Regions from separate parts of the Gossypium hirsutum genome. Here region 1 is linked to region 2. A link is a contact called in public Hi-C data. All regions are on one chromosome and are shown on one strand. The core of a region is the stretch at or near the end of the contact, and the rest is flanking DNA. Distances in the headings are between cores, read along the strand shown. Region 1 has its middle 48 kb from the start of LOC107963580. Region 2 holds the start of LOC107962876 (glycine dehydrogenase (decarboxylating), mitochondrial).

Region 1 (4,071 bases), core at 1,395-3,894, 120 kb after region 2:
ATGGAAATTAATTACTAATTTTATTAGGTTTGGTTTTTCTTTTATGATTTTGTTAATAGAATAATTAAATGTTAATTGTGATTTTTTAATTTTGTGTTTGATTTGTCAAATACAATGTAGTTTAATTTGGATTTTAAGATTGATTTTATGAATATTAATTACTATATTATTAGATAATTATGAATTTTCATCAAATCAACTTTAAAATTTAAATTAAACACTAAAAAATTAACATTGATACTTTCAAGTACCAAAATGTATAATTTTTATAAAAAATAAGTATAGATGAAAAAATAATACAAATACTATAATAAAAAAATATTAAACTCAGAAACCAAATTACATATTAAACCAATTTTTTTTATCAAAAATGTATTCCATAGAGTCAAAACACAGTGATACAATGGATAAGAGAGGTCTCAATTTCCAGAAAAGGCTCGAGGCCGTAGACAACTAGGCATATGTCCCAAGTAGAAACAGGAGAGGGAGTTACGTTAAAGATGTAACATGAATCCCTTTATCCGAATGTCTCCTGAACATAGGAAACAGTTACATTAAAGCCCAGTGCAAGGCATAGTTAAGCCACGACACATACGAACCCAGTTCAAGGCATAGCCCAAGACCAACACAATCCAAATAAAAAGATAAAAAGGGAGAAACAGCTCAAACAGGGCCTAGAAGCCCTTTGGTATCCTGAAGTTACATACGGTCGTCCGCATTAGAGCACCATAATGATTACAAGGGGTAAGTGGAGCGGTAGAAACCCTAAACCACTGAACCGAAGGGGTAGTGGAAACTGGGTCATGGTCCTTAACCTAAGGGACCACCATGGACCTCGGGCACCAAAAACTCTACAAATTCGGCAATGTAAATGGAGGTGGTTGCATACCAGTCCACCTTTATCTTATCGACGTTAATTTCGAGGTATGCATGGTCAGGCCTATATAAAATTTTAGACTCGGGCCAAGCCCTGCCTGAAGTATGGACCTAAAAATTTATTCAAGATCGATTCGAAATAAAATTATTAAGTCTGAGTCCTGTCCGGTCCATATTAAATTTTTTTAACTTATTTCATTAAATAAAAAATTTTAAAATATAATAAATCAAACACATTTAAAAACATAAAAAAAAATATTAAAACAAGAAACAAATAAAAAATAAGACTAAAACAATTCTTAAAACAATACACAAATTAAAAATATAATAAAAAGTGATTATATTAAAATTGAAAATAAAATGTAAATATAATTAAAAATAAAAAATAAAAAAATATATATTTAGTATATAATTCGGACCGGGTCGGGCCTAGATAAAAAAATTTTACCCGAAGCCCAGCCCGTTTTCTAAATGGGCCTCATTTTTTACCCAAAATTATATTTCGGGCTTATATTTTTATCCGAACCCTCTCATTTTTTAAGCGGGGCCTTCGGGCAGGGCCGAGTAGCCTAGCCATGTACACCTCTATTTCCCCTCAAAAGGGCTCTCTTTTCTCATTTACCTTTATTAGATTTATTCACTTGCTTTTCTTTGGGATTAACCAGCGGACAAGCTTCGTCGCTCTATAGTTCATCTTGGTCTTACAAGAACTTGGGAGCATTCTCAAAGAGATTAAACAAAATTATAACTCAAAAGATTATGAATATATTTTATTTTTATATTATGTTTTAACAATATTAAATCAAAATAGCATTAGTAAAAGAAGGGTGAAGTAATGTAGAAAAAATTGAAGTTGTTATGGATATAACCAATATGTGTTTTAAACAGCTATGCAAGCATGACATAAAAAGTGAAGGGAACAATTCCCACCTCACCCGCTCCATACTCATCTCTAACCAACCCTTATATAATTTAAAGGAGATACATGAAAAGTAAGGACAGATTTAAATATCTAAACCCTAAAGATAAACTACTTGTATGAGTTGTATCTCATGTGACAATCTAATAAAAAGGGTTAAATTAATGTCACCCTTCCCAAGGACACCACATCCCTACAGTCCAAGGGCTCTCACTGTACGCCAAATTCCACTGATGGGACTCCTCAATTTCCATTGACACCCAGCCTAGAGCTCGTGCCAGCCATTGATCATCATCACAGCCGTCCATTTCCTTTACTTCATCTCCTATTACACTTTTGTTATCGTTAAACCCCATCCCAATAACCAATAACTCCTCCGTGGGTGCCACCAACTCAATGCCAGCCATCACACTGGACGACGAGTCAGACAACGAAGCCCCGCAGCTCTCGCCAAAGGACGAAAGAGACGAAGAAGTTACTGTGGGCGAAGTGTTGTAAGAAGAGCTTGTCACTGTTATCTCTTTGTATAACTCTTGCATTATCTCCTCCAGTTTCTCTTTTTCGACCGAACCCTCGTTGGAAAACTCGCTTTCGTCGTTGGATTCCGTCAACAAAACCCTCAACTTCCTGGAAAAGTCGCCGGAAAGTTCAGTGTCCGGAGACTTCGATTCTTCTCCTTCTCCCCCTGCCACTCTTATCGTCATCGTGTTTTCTTTTTCTTTTTGAGAGTTCGAAGAAAACTAGAGAAACGCGTAATATAAAGAGAAGATGTCACGTAGGATGCAAGTGTAAGAGAGATGACGTGGCGAGCAAAGAGTGAAAGAGGTGACTAAATAGTGGGCCCCAATGATTTGTCAACATTACAGCAATAGAAGTGTTTTTTCTGGTTCAATATACCAATAGAGTTGGTAAGGACTTGTTTGAAAGGTTAACGTTACATATTTGTTGTCAGAATTTTGTTTTTTTTAATTTATGTTAATTTAATATACAATTTTGTCGGTATATGAGAATTTTCAATTAAAAATATATAAAACCTTACATTTACGATACATATTAATTTTTGTTTAAAAATTATTTAAAAATAGAAGAAAATAATGGATTTAAAAATATTTAAATTCTATTTAAAATTAAAATAATACTAAAATCCGTCATTATTAATACTACTTAATAATAGTTTAAATAATGTTATTAGAGAAATTATTTGGAAGTAAAATTAGGAGTTGAAAAGTATTATATAAGCGTATAATAAAACATTTGAAAAGAAGAAAAAATTTTGAGGTCGCTTGTAGAATAAAAAAAATATACCGTTAGTGTATCAAATGCTCACTCATATTATTAATATATTTTTAGAGGTTATGTGTTAAATATTGTTAAATTTATTTGTTTTAATGTTATAATTATTAATATTTGATTTTTATATTTATTTTTCTTCAATGAATGTAATTAACTCTTATTATATTTGAAAAATAAATAAATTTTATTTTATAAATATTATTAATAAAGAGTGATTTCCCCAATATAGAAATAAGTGCTTGAAATGAAAAGTGTTGCATGTTTAAAAATTATAATGTAAACATAGATATTTATTTCTCACTTAGCCAGACCCTAGTACTATACCTTACTAATTTTTTATTTGATGTGCATCGGACTTGTTGTATATATCTTTTAAAATATATTTATTTATTAATTTAAATTAATTTTTAAGATTGGTAAGTTTTAACAAATAAAAATTAAAATCGAATGTTTCTTTATTCATCATTTATGATATTATAATGATGGTAAAGATATTTTTATATATGATACTATAAATTAACAAAATAAAATTTTAAGTGTATATTTATTTCAAGATTTTTAATGTAATTCCGTATAAATTAATAGTAATATATACTAAATATGTATATATTCATGTTAAAAATTATCTGTAAATTTTAAATAATTTAATTAATTGATATAAAAATCAATATGAAAATTCACAATGTTATTATTCGTGAAGCAATAAAATGATATTGACTCTTGAGTCGTTTTTTATCAAAAAAAAATAATATGAAAAAAATAAAAGAATATACGTATTATGTACAATATTTTATCCCACATTAATTATATTCATTTAAAAATGTTTAAACCAACCTTAAAAGAACTATAAACTAAAATTTTTAAATCTTTTTTATTAAAAAAACTAAAAAATTTCATTTACATTATTTATTCGAAATATAATTGGATAGAATTCAATTTAATAAATATTTTAAAAATTTTATTTAAATTCATCATTATTAATA
Region 2 (4,205 bases), core at 761-3,260:
TGATAAACAGCATACATAGCAGCCATGTTTGCTAGTAATGCCTAGATAAAACAATATATCAAGTCAAACAAAGCAAAGACAATACATCCAAATACAAAGAGAAATATGTATTATGAACAATAATCACAGATTAAGGACGAATCTCTTACTTGAGCTGTGCATATGTTACTGGTAGCTTTGTCCCTGCGAATATGTTGCTCCCGGGTTTGCATTGCCATACGCAAAGCAGGCTTCCCTGAAGAATCAACACTAACACCGATAATTCGTCCAGGCATCATTCTCTTATACTCTTGAGATGTAGCCAAAAACGCAGCATGAGGGCCACCGTACCCCATCGGCACCCCGAACCTTTGTGCCGAGCCAACAACAATGTCTGCCCCAAGTTCACCTGGGGGCTTCAACACTGTCAATGCCAACAAATCAGTTGCCATGACAACCTTAACACCATGAGCATGAGCATTCTTAATAAACTCCCCGTAGTCCAAAACCTCGCCCTCGGTCCCTGGATACTGAACCAAAACCCCACAAACATCACCAGAGCTGTAATCAATATCCTTAAGATCTGCAGTAACCACTTTAAGATCAAAACCATCAGCTCTAGTCTTACAAATATCAATTGTCTGAGGGTGACAATTATTAGCAATGATGAAAGTCTTCTTTTTCCCTTTCAGAATATTGTTACACATGGCCATAGCCTCAGCAGCAGCAGTTCCCTCATCAAGCAATGAAGCATTTGACATAGGCAAACCAGTGAGATCAGTAATCATGGTTTGGAAGTTAAGCAAAGACTCAAGCCTGCCTTGAGATATCTCAGCTTGGTAAGGTGTGTATTGAGTGTACCAAGCTGGATTCTCCATTATGTTCCTCAAAATCACAGGGGGAACATGAGTGTTATAATAACCCATCCCAATGAATGACTTGAAAATCTTGTTCTTAGATTCCAACATTTTCATGTGTTCAATCATTTGGCTCTCAGTTAACCCTTCATCGAACTTTGAAAACTTCATGGAATCAATACGTATAGCTTTAGGCACAGTTGCATCAATAAGGGAATAAAGACTATCAAACCCACAAGATTCAGCCATTTTGGTCTGCTCCTCAGGGGTTGCAGAGTTATGGCGGCGGGGAAAAGTATCACTCGATTTTAATGCCTCAACAGAGATGGATCGAAGTTGTTGTGACCCAAAACTGTTTGGTACATTTCTACCTCCTAACAAATCTGATCTGCTATAACACTTGGAACCAAAAGGCGACAGTGAAGATACATACCTTGAAGGAGTGTATAAAACAGGTGATCTACAGCTCATTTGCCCATTGCTTGATTGCTTGGTTTCATTAACCAAGCGTCTAAGGATTGCCCTGCTAGCCAACCTCCTTGCCCTCTCCATCAAAGAAGTTGCTTTTTTTTTTTTTCTTAAGGTTTTGGTAATGAAAATGCAATGGAGAAGAAAAAGAAAAAGAAACTTTGGGTTGGTGAGGCAATGAAACAAAAAGGCTAAAAGGTTTAATTTTTATTTCATGAGTGAGAGAAGGGAAAGTGGGTTGGTGATAGAACTGTGTGTATACTTTTGTCTATATTTATATATGGTTGTGCTTAAATAATCAAATGTAATTGAAAATCATGAAAAGAAATATTATTTTTATGGGAAAATTAAAGAATTTTGGTGGATGATGGGTGACGCTGCAACTATGGAGAAAAAAGACAGATTTTTTTGAGGACATAACATGTCAGATTCCAAAACTAACATAAAAAAGAAATCACAAATCTCCAAAAGAAAATGAATGGAAGTAATTGCAAGAAAAAGGATTGAAATTCAATGGATCACAATTCATGGCATCATCTCTTTAATCAAACAAATCTCAGGAAAATAAAATTTCAATCTTATTCTTTTCTCCCTTTCTGGTTCTTTGGATGAAGATTGAAGCTTGTGTGTTGGCAATATCTGTTTCACAATCTCATTATCTTGATTATCCCTCACCCTCAACCTCTCACTGCCATCTATCTTTACTATAATTAAAAATTTACTCTTTCAAATTTAAAAATACTAATTGAATTCTATTAAAATTCGTCTATTACATAATTATTGAATGAATATTTAATATTTTTATGCCAGTTTTATTATGGATTGTCACTATTTTAAGAATAACATGCACTAATCAATAAGATTGTATTTAAAATTTGAGATAAGAGGCGTATATCTGTATTCTTTATTTATACATATACGCACAAAAATATGATTAGTATGTGTTAAAAAGGTTTTATCAAATGAATCTTTGCTTGGAATTTGACCAACAAAATTTCAATCTCAAAAATCATCCTCGGAAGTAGTACTGTACGTGTCATCCAACTTAACTGATACCAACCCTCTTTGCCATACATCCGGTTTTAGTCGGTTCAATTTCTACTCTTGCGGTACGTTTGATTCACTATAATGGACTAGGGCTGTAATTGAGTAGAGTTGTAATGAAATAGAACTGTAATCAGTAATTCAATTATTTGATTTAATGGAAGTGAATAGAGCTGTAATAGAATTCTTGTGTTGGTTGAATAAAATAAATATTGTAATAGTATAAGGAAAAAAACTTAAATGACCAAAGTACCCTTAGCAGAATTTTTGTAGATAGATGATCATTATTATTAAATTTTAATAAGATTATTGTTCAATATATTTTAGTAAAAATAAAAAAAATAATTTAATCATATTTTAACATAATTATTATTAAATACAATTTAATAAAATAATATATAATTTAATAACATTCTTAATATAATTATTAATAATATTTAATAATAATTTTAATATAAAATTATTATTAAAAATATTTCAATGTCTAATATATTTGCTTTAATCTAGCCTCTCACCTGTTCTCTTAGGTCACAATCGCCAATATAAAAATGACTCTAACGATATTTTATTTTAATAATCAATTTTAATAGAAAACATATTTTATATATTTTATTTGATCATTTATAATAACATGATAACAACAATGAATTATAAGGTATACTCTTTAATAAATTAATTATTTATAGCAATCTTTTGGTGAAATAAAAACCTTCAAATTTTACATAAAAATTACTAAATTTTAGTAACATTAGTTCTTTTCATATGTGAAATAAAAAATAAAAACTCATAGTCCTTTGTTATTCAAAAACCATAGTCCTTAATTTTAGGTTATTCAAAAACTCATAGTTCTTTATGTTATTCAAAAACATGAAGAAAACTCGATATAAATACAGAAGGAGCTGAGATCCGCAATCCCTTTGTCTCAAAAGCCATTCCTCATTTTATGTTAATTAAAAACTCAAAGTTATTTATGTTATTCTCGTATAAGAAATAGCAAATTCTCTCCATAGCATTGGCTTCTCTTAGAAAGTCAAACTCATATCCAATCTTGACAACACAAAGGATAAATAATTAACGACATGCAGAAGAAAAAAGAAATCCAAATCCAAGTGGAACGATACTCTCAATTTACATAAATTTGAAAAATACATAAAAGAAGGATAGATGTGTTTTGCAAATAACATCAGTGTGAATACAAATACCTTCTTTTCCATTTACTTGGTAACGGAAAACAGATCAAATTTGACATCATTCTTCTGAATGTATAGTGCAAATGCTTGCAAGTTACAAATGTCGGTCATCATAAGATCTTGGATTCCCGGATGTTGCACCTGCCATAAACTTGAAAGGTCAAAATCACATAGACATGTGAGGTTTTAAAATTATTTTCAAGGGGACTTACCTTAACAACAACATCGATCTTTTCACCTCTCAATCCTGCTTGATGAACCTAACTCAGATACGAACATATTTAAGGTATATCCACTTGGTTCTTGTAAGCATTATCCACATCTGTGCCTTAACTTCGTTCCCATTTATATCTAACTTCTGAGTTTGAAACTCTACTCCTATGGTTGACTTTGAATTTGGGTAGAACTCATTCCTAGCAAATCTTGCAAGTAAATTCAATATCCCAACAGCTGAATCACTAACAAGTACAATCTTGAAAAGGTAATCCTCAATTTTTTCTTCCTTTGAAACAAAAGCCATTTTCCAACCTTCCTACGAGTGTCACTCTATATAACCATATCAACAGTGGAAAGCACTCGGAATTAAGTTTCTTCCCTGGTACTCGAAGTTATCACCTAAGAAGCACCAGCCTTATATCATGTTCAAGAACAGAAACAAGTTTACAGA

The links. A called contact is a pair of places that touch in the nucleus more often than the background predicts.
Region 1: a contact with region 2 is called in a Hi-C map of leaf, with 1.9 times the contacts expected there. The contact joins the enhancer-like site here to the promoter of LOC107962876 in region 2. A contact is called at or near these places in 6 of 34 Hi-C or Micro-C datasets (callus, hypocotyl and leaf).

The regions. Positions count from the first base shown.
Region 1 is chrA06:31,571,202-31,575,272 of Gossypium_hirsutum_v2.1, forward strand. No RefSeq gene overlaps it. Among protein-coding and RNA genes, the nearest start is that of LOC107963580, 48 kb to the right of the region's middle. Within about 2 kb of position 2,645, at least 6 of the 9 cell types and tissues checked have an H3K27ac peak or open chromatin away from gene starts, as enhancers often do. A contact at or near this core is called in leaf, where this site is marked.
Region 2 is chrA06:31,450,673-31,454,877 of Gossypium_hirsutum_v2.1, forward strand. It overlaps LOC107962876 (glycine dehydrogenase (decarboxylating), mitochondrial), which reads right to left and starts at 2,011. Exons shown (of 15, transcript XM_016899431.2): 1 at 150-2,011; 2 at 1-41. The coding sequence starts at 1,388. It overlaps LOC107962877 (a long non-coding RNA gene), which reads right to left. Exons shown (of 6, transcript XR_001701806.2): 5 at 3,751-4,153; 6 at 3,455-3,679.